2 separate regions of the Oryzias latipes genome follow, and region 1 is linked to region 2. The links are chromatin contacts, called in public Hi-C maps. All regions are on one chromosome and are shown on one strand. The core of a region is the stretch at or near the end of the contact, and the rest is flanking DNA. Distances in the headings are between cores, read along the strand shown.

The links. A called contact is a pair of places that touch in the nucleus more often than the background predicts.
Region 1: a Hi-C map of embryo shows a contact between it and region 2, with 1.7 times the contacts expected there. The contact joins the enhancer-like site here to the promoter of tmem160 in region 2. A contact is called at or near these places in 2 of 5 Hi-C or Micro-C datasets (embryo and fibroblasts).

Annotation. Positions count from the first base shown.
Region 1 is chr13:14,907,539-14,913,564 of ASM223467v1, forward strand. prkd2 (serine/threonine-protein kinase D2) reads left to right here. Exons shown (of 19, transcript XM_011482554.2): 18 at 543-628; 19 at 1,180-2,641. The coding sequence ends at 1,389. Among protein-coding and RNA genes, the nearest start is that of LOC101161496, 11 kb to the right of the region's middle. Within about 2 kb of position 1,298, at least 1 of the 8 cell types and tissues checked has an H3K27ac peak or open chromatin away from gene starts, as enhancers often do. A contact at or near this core is called in embryo, where this site is marked.
Region 2 is chr13:14,790,937-14,796,724 of ASM223467v1, forward strand. tmem160 (transmembrane protein 160) reads right to left here and starts at 2,018. Exons shown (of 4, transcript XM_004075402.4): 1 at 1,687-2,018; 2 at 1,545-1,569. The coding sequence starts at 1,905.

The DNA.
Region 1 (6,026 bases), core at 48-2,547, 120 kb after region 2:
GTAAATGTTTTTGACATTTTTCAGTGCAAATATAGGCTTTATAAGAAAAAAGTTCCGCTGATTCAATCTTCAACCTCATCAACTGCAGTAATGTGCGTGACATATCTAACATACGCAGCAAGTAGGATTTAGGTAACCTTATTTTGTGGTCTGACCTGTTTGGAAGTTCACTTTTGCAAACGAAAGAATGTTTTGTTTCTCACGGAGAAAGACAGACAGGCAGCAACAGTTCCCACAAGTCAAGCAGCCAAACCTTTAATTGAGGTAGCCATGATTATCAGCTAATCAAGTGAATTTTAATTAGCTCCCACTGGCTACTGTTTTTTTTAATTTATTTATTTTTATACATTTTGATGAAAACTGTACACATCACTTTGCCTGCCTTTTTATAACATAAAGTCATATTATTCATTTTAAAACCTGGCAAGGAACATTAACAGCTTTCTGTTATCTGTGCATATATGCATATATGCACAGAATTATAATTCTTTTGTGTATGATTGATTTAAATATAAATGATGGGCATAATGTCTTCTTTTCAGCAATCGACTTGATCAACAATCTGCTGCAAGTGAAGATGAGGAAGCGCTACAGTGTAGACAAAAGTCTCAGTCACACGTATTTACAGGTACTGCAAATAAACCACTCACATCTTCAAACAGGCACACTATTCAGACATATTTATCAAAAGTGAAGATTTCCTTTGGCCTCAAAGACAATTCGTCATGCTTTCAGTGCAGCTGTAATCCCTCATCAGAGATAAAGGATGCAGCAGCGCTCCGCAGACACTATCACATAGACAAAGCTGGGCCTTAAGATCGCGAGAATGCCTCAGTAATGTCTTTGCCTCATGAAGAAAGAAACAGATTTGAGCACACTCTTCAACTCTGTGAAGTTGTAACTGAGAAAATAGATGCTAAACAGTTTTGAGCATTTTTTGTTTGTTTTTTTTGTTTGTTTTTTGTAACTTACTCTGCCACTACAGCCTTAACTGGATGAAAATTCTATTTGCAATTTTCGGGTTATGTCAGCTCTTTGACAAGCAGGCACTATCCTAAAGTGATTACTGGATGGTCCTCTGTGGGCTCATCAAAACCACGAAAGCTTCTCTTATATCGATCCAATTTCATGGCCTTTTAAACTGAAATTTCACCCTAATGTTTGTACTTCGTTTCACAGGACTACCAGACGTGGCTGGACTTGCGACAGCTGGAGACCAAACTTGGAGAGCGTTACATCACCCACGAGAGCGATGACAGCCGTTGGCAGTTGTATGCCCAAGAGCAAAACATGCCCTATCCTACTCACCTTGTTCCCCCTCCTACTGCTGAGGAAGGTGGGGATGATGCAGATGTGCAAGGCCTCACAGACAGGGTCAGCATTCTCTGAACACAGAGAGACCAAGGACTCATTCAGAAAGGAAGTAGAGGATTACTATGGTTTACCTTGAGACACAGAAACAAGGAGTGGCAGAACCATTGGATTGTAGTAAGAATTTTGCAGAGCTGTTTAGGCACCCTAGGCTGAAAATCTGCTTTGTGCCACTTTTATATTATAAATCCAATTTCTTTTCGGCAATCTAAAAGTCCTCAGAATGTCTTTCAACCATTTACCTCGCCTGTTACAGCTCGCCTTTTATCTTTTGAACAGCCTGACTTTATATGGGATCTTTTCTTTCCATGGACTGGCAGTTTTTCCCCCAAAAGAAAATGAAGTTGAACTTCATATTTGTGTTTTTCACGAGAAAGCAAGGGTGGTGTGTTCACTTCCTCTAACTGTGATATGCCTCTTTAGGTGAAGCTTGAAACAGCAGCTCACTACAAACCACAAAAAGAGCTGTGGGTGTCTCTTCTCTACATGCAATAGACTAGACACATGAAAGCTCTTGTGGGCTGATTACAATTGCAGGCTTTCTTACTGTTTGCTGTCAATACACAGCTCTGATATCCCCCACCACAGGTTTCAAGAGATGGGGCTCTTTACAATGACAAGAGAACTCCTTTTTATATAAGTAAATGCATGCAGACAAAGCCATCTATATTTTCAAATGCAGTCCCGTAAAATTTTGCCAAAAAATGCAGCACAAGCTTCTTCTCCAGTTATTTGTCCTAAGTTGTAGCAACGTAGATTCCTTGATAAATGTAAGTTATCAAAGATGAAACTGGGGCGTTAACATTAACATTTTTGTTTTCAAAACAGTTTTGCCTATAGATATAAAATCATAGATGTTTCAGGCTGGTGACAGTGACTTCTATTGTGCTGAAGGTGCTAACTTCTTCCCAAGTTAGACATTAAGTATTTCACTGAAACACACATCTTTAACTGTTTCAAATTTGTTTGTACTGCAGACTTCATCTTACCTTCCTCTCGGGATCGCATGGCTTAAACGCACAGCTTGGAATTGCTAAAGTAGATGCTTTTTTGTTTTTGTTTAGTAATGTTCCTTATAGTGTCAGAATGCATGTTTCCATGAAGCAAAACTTTCTAGATAGGTCATTCAGCATTGAGTTTGTTATGTTATTCCATTATAAAAATATGTAACCCGAAATGTGTGTACTTATCAAAATGTTTAGATTGTGTTCAACAAGTTTGATGGATGACCCTGACCTTTACAGCAGATAATACAAACTTTCAACACTTCCCTGTTGGTTTTGGGGTTTTTATTGAACGATTAGGAGGATGTGTACTCCTCATCTCCTTTCAATAAGTCTGGAGTCCTCTCTAGCTGTAAGGTTGGGTACTGAGATGTGTGCGGTCATTAATCATGTATGCTCACACTCCTATATGTGTTTTAAGTCGTAAACTTACTGTATGTTTTGAGGATTCCTGCAAGCAGACACAAAGAAACAAGTCATTTTCAAAAAGCCGTCCTATTTAAAAAAATAATCTATGAAACTTGATTACCATACACAGGCAAGCCAGCATGAAATCTCTAAAATCCTCTCAGCTTCATTTTGACATTTGCTTTTTCTCATCGTTGAGTTAAAAAATAGTTTTCACTGCAGGTTTCTGTGATAGAGGGCAGCCGCTAAACAGTGCATGACAAAGAAAATACCACCATTTGCGAAACTGGAATAAATTACTCCTCACCTCAGCTGACTGACAGTTGTTTTTTTCTCTTGGAAGAAGAGCAAATCATTCTAGAAGTGGCTGTAGCTTAAATATTCTGACAGCAGCTGCTCTTTCACATCAACCAAGCTTAATTAAAGATGTAACGGGTTTAAGATTTCATTTTAGGTTTGCTGAAGAATAACTCTTGGCTGTCAGGTTATTTTATTTATTTTTCAACACATCTCCCACACAAAAAAATCTCTGCAGACAAGAAGAATGATTTGTTTTCCCATCAGTGATAGTTGCACCTATGCCAGCTCTGGTTAAATGAATCCTACTTCCTTCAGCTATGCAGCCATTATTGCTAGCAAATGATACTAAATGGCACGTTGCCTCTCTTTGTATCTCTTATCTATTTCAGGTGTTGACAGTTTTATTTCTGTGCCACAAGATGCACTCTTCCAGGATATTGTCTTTGTTCTTGAAAGTGGAGCTGAAGACCCCAACACTTACTTCAGCAGGGGAACTGCGTCAGGCCTCACATGGAACCGGAAATTAAGTTCCTGCTTTGTGTCATGTTAACTCCAATAATCGGGCCTAAATACAATAACAATGTGTCTCCAAAATATTTATATATTTTTTTTTCCACCAGGTCTGGTCTGATTAAAGTACCTGAAATATAAAAAAATGCTTCTCATATGACTAGAATTATGACTCCACTTGCCCTATTCTGACCCTGATTTTGAAGTACAAGCACGCAAAACTCAAACCTTAAACTGTCCCTCAAAGTCCCTTAGAAATATTCAGAGTTCACGGTATACCTTCAGTTCAGCTTTTCCAGTAGCTACATCTGTAAAATCATTTACTGGCAGTTCAAATTCTCAATTCAAAAAACAAAAAAAAATGAACTGCTTCAGAACAGGCGAGGAAAGACCCATTGACTGTAAAGAGAGCTGGACTGAGCAATCCCTCCTCCCTTGGGTTCCAAACAGGAAGTGTCCGCTGGCTCCAAGCCCTTAGACTTCTATTGAAAGATAGTCTCAATGACTCCGTCGTTTTATTTGTCAGAGTAACCATTCTTGCTCTGCTACCTTTTTTAACATGTTGTTGCTAATCCTATTTTTTTCACGACATTTTTTCTTCATTGCAAGTTATTCAAGTTATAAACTGACCAATCGGATGCCTCAATAGTGCCCGCTGGCCCCCACCTCGAAAGTTTGAAATGTTTAGCAAGTAAGTAAGTAAAGCTTTATATAGCACTTTTCTCAGAGAGCGACTCACAAAGTGCTTCACAATGTTAAAACAATATAAATTGACAGATTCTCCCAAGCCCACTTTAAGGGGAAGGGGTGGGGACTTCGAACAACCTCACTCCTGATTGGCAGCAGTAGTTGTCATAGAATAGTTGACTCAATCCGACTCTGACCAATCACTGTTGTCTGGGTCCAACATCGCCAAAAAAATGGTCAATGAATTGGCTTCATTTTACTGGAGCTGGAAGTCTATGGGTGATTTCAGACTCGCTCAGTCCAGTCCTCTTATACAGTCAATGGAAAAGACCTAAATGAGGGGATCTAGGAGGTAGAAGAAAAATAAAAAGGCAGATGTTTTATAAATTATATTCATATAAAAAAAGAGCAGAATCTGGAACTGCATGTACTACAATAACACATAACAGAGGTGTTTGCTCATGGGTGTAGTGCCTAACAGAGCGTAAATGAACAAATATGTGAAGTATAAATTAAACACATGCACAAGGGCTAAAACTGCTTTATGAGGAAACTGAAAGTCAAACTAATAGTTGAAAGTAGACATATTTCAGAAAACATGATGACCAACAAGGTAAGCCAAAACCAAATGTAATCAAACTACCAAAAGTTGAATCAAGAACATGACACATGAATGTGATAGGTGCAGCTACTGAAAAATTTTAGCTTTATATAAAAAAAGGGGTTAAATAAATTCATGTATCACTAAATGCTAATTGTTTTTCCAAATAAAAATCAATGGACAGCAGTCATAAATGCAATGTATTGGAAAAAACAGATTTCAGAGCAAAAACTTTCAAAGAGCTCTTGAAGTTTAAGTCCTAATCCTATTTTTGGCACAAATTAGTCTCTTTTTATTCTAAAAAACCTCTTGCTCATTTGAACATTTTTTTATACAGCCTTGGATGGGAAACTACACGCAGTAGTGCAAAACACAGGAAGCAACAGATTTTATCTAGCTGTAAAGGTGGAAGCAGTAGTGTGTGATAGAAGGTATCAGAGACGGGTAAAGAGGTAATGTAGAAGAGATTACTGAGACCAGTAATGCTGATGTGGCAGAGTAGAAGATGTTGAGCTACATTTTGTGTGTTATGAAAAAAGACAGAGGATGGGCTTCGTCAAAGCGTTCGCTCGGGTTGGATGCTTTGCAAACAAAGCAGGGGTAGTTGATAGATTAATAGAAGGAGCTGCTTATAACAATTCTGAAACCATAAAGGAGATTTGATGATAAAATAAGTTATTGTGTGGTATTGAACAGGTACACATGGACATCAGGGTCACCAAAAACACCAACAACAAAAACAAAAAATGATTGTGGTAACCTCTAAGGTGAATTTCCTCAAAGAAACAGTATTTACTTCAGGCATGCTCAGAAACTTACTGACTTTTAGCACTGTTACGCCCCCTTTGTGTCTAGGGGTGCTAGGGGGGGCATAACATAAAAAGTAAAGGTTTTGGCTACTGAATTTAAGTGTAACAAAAAACACCAAACGAATGTCTCCATAAAATAACACAAATTTATTTACAAATAAACAAACAATCCAACAATAACTAAAAGTGAAGCTAAAAGGCTTCAGGGTGAACCCAGGCCAAAACAACAAACAAAACCCCAACTAACTGCAACATGTAATCTTACCTGCAACAAAAGAAAAGGGAAATCAAAGACAGAACGCTAACCTCCCTAACCTAACAAAACCAGGTGAAAAC
Region 2 (5,788 bases), core at 768-3,267:
AGCTATCCACTGCCCTGGATTTAAATGTAATTTAAACATATGTTCACTACTTTTTTTTAAACGCCAAATATGACATTGCCCATTTGGCAAAGTAAAAACCTAATAAATTTAAACATTATACTGAGGCTATTTAGGAATCCACTGTGTTCAGATGATTAAAACTTAGATGGTTTACTTTTTTTTTTTAAATAAAAAAAAATCATGACAGCAATGCATTGTGGTCTATATTTGCCAATAGTGAGCATCAATGCACACTAGTTTTTCACAGAAACTTGTGGGAAATTTCCAGGGCACTGGATTTTGGAACTGTAGATTCAGTCAGACACCTCTGCAAAGTGGGGAATGCAATATATAGTGCACCAAGTAGTGAGGGAATTCAAACACAACCTGATTGATGTCAAAAAAGACGGGGGGGGGGGGGGGGGGGGGGCTGGCTGAGACAGCATACGGTAGAATTATTTTAGAATATTGGGAAAAGTGTAAGAAGTGATTGTTGTGTTCCACCCTGTGGATTGCAGAGCTGAAGGGTTCAAAATGTGTTTTTTTCCTTTTTCTGTAACCTTATTCATCTTGGGTACTTTTACTCCTCTTAGATAAAGTGCTCATAATGTCGTGATAATTTCGCATTCATATTTCTTTGGAAAACTAAGAAAACTTGGAGTGAGTGTATTGTCAGGGTTCCACAGAACTTGTTTAAGTTGTTTAATCATTGTCAGTTCCTCAGTTGGATCCTCTCCTTCTGGGTCGCCTGCTGTTCAGCCGCTGCGGCTCTAGTTGTGAACAGCATCACCACCTTACTGAGGCGTCTCCTGTGATGCTGCATCTGGCTGTCTGTGCAGCTTTCACTGAGAGGGAGGTTCCAAATATCAATTTTTACACCAACAAACTTTTTCCATGCTCAGACTCTTTTGCAAATGTTTATCACCCTCATTTAAGGGGTGGGAGGCATGAATGGGACTAGGGGTTCCTGTGTTTCGAATTGTTGTGCTTGTCTTATGTTTTTGTTCTGGTGTTAAGCACTTTTTGTTCTGTTCTATATGGAAAGTGCTATATAAATAAAGTTTGAGTTGTGGTTTTAGTTTAGATTTTAAGAACTGTAGTTTACTTCTGACGCATGGCCGTAAAAAAACTGGACCATGAAACTTTGCAGGTTGGGCTTTAACATAGAGAATCAGCGAAAGCAAAACATGTTTTCTTCCAAATGCTCCACGCTGTTTCTAAAGTCACAACATGGCAACATGGAGTCAAAGTGCGATGCACTCAATTGTTAAATATAATTACAGAAACAAAAAAAAAAATCCCAAAATGTACACATAAAACAGAGTAAAACTCCACAAGATATTGGATCAAACCACTTTTTGAGGGTTGTATGTGGTTGGGGGTGGAAGATACCAAAACAAATATGGAAAAAGAGACCAAGAATTTTTCAAAAGTAAGTCAGAAATGTAAGCTTGAAGATAATTTTTGTTATTCTAAATAATAATAATAATAATAATAATAATAAATCACAAACCTTAAAACTTAGGGGGGGAATTTGAAATTACCTGTTTCGTGCGACTTTCTTAGTATCTGCGAAAGGTGCAAGAGAGAACGAGATAGATGAAAAGTCTGGAATTTACCCTTATTAGATGAAAAAACAAATACATTACAAGTGTGTTGGGTATTTTTACACCATTTTTAGCCTACCAAAGCGTCCGCCTTGTCAAGGTCTGAGAGCTGCAGCGGCTGCTCCGAGCCCCGGCTTTTCCCCCACGACCCCTTCTCAGCCGTCCGCTGCTGCGCCGACCCGTGGATTCTCCTCAGCGGGGCCGCGGAGCGCGGAGGTCGGCCCAGCTTCAGAGTCCGGGCGAAGTAGGTGACAGCCTGCGGCAGCTGCCTCCTCACGAAAAGGCTCAGGAAAGCCATAACATCACTGAAAACTGTTGGGTAAAATGTTAGCTAAGAGCAAAAACACAACACGAACTCTGAACTCTCACACGGTCAACAACGACACTCCGGAAGAGTCCGCCGAAAGGCAGGCAGAATAGAAGTGGCGCCACCATGCGGCAGACATTGGAGCTGGAAAAATAAATAGGCTAATAAAAACGCTTAATTATATTGTTTTAAAGCATTTTTTTGATCAACCTTTTTTTTTTACAAAGAAACTACTACTCTTCTCCTACTCAAACAGTTACAGCATCTCTAGATTTTAAACATGTTTGTTCAAATTTATGACACAAGAGGGCGGGAGAGGATAAAACATTTCTCAGTTTGATAGATAGGTATAGCAGTCTTCTGAGGAGAGAAGTTTGTTTATTTTTGGTTTTTAAACAAATTAAGTAGATTTTATTTGCTGTAGTGAAAAGTTAGCTAACTAAATCAAATAAAATATAAGCTGAAATTATTTGTGTGAGACTGAGTATTTTCTGTAGTTTGGCCTTAAAGTCTCTGTCACTTATGTTTTTCAATTTCTACTGCATCAAGAGTAAAAACTATTATGATGTTCAATTTCAAGAGAAAGATGTCATTATTAAAAGGTTTTTTGTGTCATTTACTTTTTTCAATATATTTATTTGAGCTAATTTAATTTAATTTTTACCTTTTTCTTACCGAAAAAATTACCTAAAAATGTTTTACAGTTTGTAAACATTAAAAATCTTTTGATGTACACTGCTGTAGTAATCAGATAATTAGAAATATGAAAGCTAACAAAATAAAAGGGGGAAATCTGAATCCTAAGCCCAAAAATAAAGAACATGCAAATTTGGTGAGGGGGGAATAAATCGAAATTGTTACCTCAAGAACAAATACTGATTTTCTACATTTACAATGCATCCTTCCTTGTGCTTTCTCTAAATCTCAAATTGTGACTCTTTGCCATCTCTGGGTGGGTGGAGTGTTCCTGCCCCAGGTGGAGGAGTTTAAATACCTTGGGATCTTTCTCTTGAGTGAGGGAAGATCAGAGCGTGAGATTGACAGGCAGATTGGTGCAGTGTCCACTGGTATGTGGTCACTGTACCGGTCCGTGGTGAAGAAAGAGCTGAGCCAGAAAGCAAAGCTCTCAATTTACTAGTTGATCTTTGTTCAAATACTCACTCAAAGAACGAGGTCCCAAATACAAGTAGCTGAAATGAGCTTCTTCCTTATGGATGTATGTATGGATGGATGGACGGATGATGACTCTTCTACTCTAAATGATTTTCATTGGAGACTAGATTTTTTTCTGTACCTGACAGCAAATCAAGGTTGTTACCTGAGACTTCTTTGTGTAAATATTCGAATTTGAGTAAAAGTGATTTCCCACTCGAACCTGAGGTATCCACAGATTAGGATGTAAGGTTTAATGAATAAAATAGTCATTGTTCGCCTAGTGGTAATTTGGTGAACTGCACCAGCTATTTTCTTTTTGAATGAGCTTCGACTGAGAAGTCCAAGGGTTCAAATGTTCCAGAGCAATACCAATTCAAAAATCTTTAATTTTAATGAAAAATACAAACAGGAGTTTAACCCCTTGACCCCTAAGTTTATTTCCAGCTATGGAAAAGAAAATCACATAATAAGAATTTGATTTCACGTAGATCTTAAGTTAAGGTACTTTTGAAGCTGAAGTTGTCTGATGCCTATTTGCATCAATAGGTTAAAAGTAAAGGTAATAAATTGTTCTGACACTGTTTTTCACTTAAGACACTTTTCTATGTAAATTAATTTTTGTCTAGGGCCGGTGTCCTACATGTTTTCCAACCAACCTGCCATTGAAGCTTCTTATTGGCTAAACCCATCTGATCCAGGAAATCAGCAGCAGATAAGGCAGGATTTCCAGAAAACCAGCAGGAGGCTGGTGCTCGAGGTCTGGAGTTTGACACTCAGGCTTTAGGAGTTGCCACAGCAAATCATCCACCTTCTTCTAACCCTGTTCACACCAACTATCCTCATTTCCTCCTCCACTGCATCCATGAACTTCCTCTTTGGTCTTCCTGTAGGCCTCTTTCCTGGTAGCTCCAAACAGGGCCTCCGTTTAACCTACATATTCACTGTTCCTCGTCCCAGCGTGTCCAAACCCTCTTAATCTGGCTGCCCTGCATTTATCTCCACTTTGGTACCAGCAAATGTACCATGGTTTACTTAATTCGTAAAACAAGAACCCAAAAGGACCACATGATAATTTTTTTATTTCTATTTTTTCTTGTTAAATGTGCCAGAAATGTGTGTAAACATACATCATGCAGGCTTGGTTTGTCTTCTCACGTGGAAGGAGTGAACCCTCCTCCGGATGTTCCTTTGTCCTCATCAGCCTGCTGGAATCCAGAGCAGGCTGGATTCACAGCAGACAGTTCAGTGTGTGGAGCAGAGAGCTGCACACGCAGGAGTTTGTGTTTTTGTGTTTGTCTTCCTGTGTGTGAAAATGGTCTAATGCCTTTTACAGACTGCCAACTCTTTGATGTGATAGCACAGCTGACCTACTGGCCACTCTCACGCTACTGTTCCCAACACAATGGCAGGCTGATGTTTGTGTGTGTGCACATATATACACATGCTGACACTTGCGTATACAAAAGCTCTCATTTTGATTACATTGCACAAAGCCGTAGGCTTTCAAAAGTAAATTGTTATGTTTTAGAAAGGGAAATTAATTTCATTTTAAAGAAAATGTGATCTTGTCGCTCAGATTTCTACACTGAAACCTAACAAGAGAAGAAACGCCACCTCGTCTCCCTTTTTGACCTTCAGTAGCCACGACTCCGCTCCAAACAGAAGTAGTGCAAACTCATAAAGTTGGCTTAAAAAAGCAAAGAAACCACTTTTGAAGGATGTGTAATGATTTTTTTTTTTTTTTGCAGCTGCTGACCAAAATAAAGATGTGCAGCCACTGCTCTGCTATTGGCTGATCAATTTCATTTAAGGCAAAGGCTGTAAGTCTCACTCGGATCATTTTGATCTAATTTAAAAGCATTCCCAGTGGTCTTTTAATTATGATTATGCCGTTTTTGGCCAAAATGTAAAAAGAAAACAGACGTTTTCTAGGACAGTTTCTGTAAAGCACCAGGAGTTCATGGGGAAGTTACTTGTGAGTTGAGGGTGGGACTGTTGGCGTGGAGTAAGCCTGCCTCCATTTCCCATCATCCCCTTGTTTACACACTGTCTCGGACGAGGAAAACAAAGACGTTAATAGATCTATTTGTCTGCAAGTGGATGCAACCCTGTTATGCTGCTTCATCACCACATTTTATTGATTCTGGAAAGAACTGGTGTTTTTTCCCCTTTCTTTTTAAAAGACCATTCAGGCTCCTGAACCGTTAAGAAGTACTGGAGAAGCTACGTCAAGCAACTTTGGAAACAAACAACACTTTATTACCAATCATACTTATAGAACCTTATTGGTTAAGGCAGAATCATTATATATTTTTTTTCTTATACTGAAAATATTTTGTTGTTGAAATCAGACAATGTTGTCTGTTCCCTTTAAGAAGAAATATATTCTAAGTTACCAGAATGAAATCACTATGAATTTGCTTGGGTTAAAGCAACTTGTATGTGAAATACAATTGCAGTGCTTAGCATTGTAATCATGAAATAAAATTAATTTTACCATTTCATTACAATGAAAGGTGTTTTAATATTCAGCTTGAGTTTTTTTCTAAGTCATACTCTAGAAAAAAAAAGAAAAGAAAATGTGGATATGTATCGAATCGTTGTGCGAGGACTGGGACACGTATCATATCGCCAGACTCTTGCCGATATACACCCCTAACTTTTACATTTTCGTTTGTATGCTGGTTTGGGGGCCTGTCTGTGAAAGACAAACATTCTC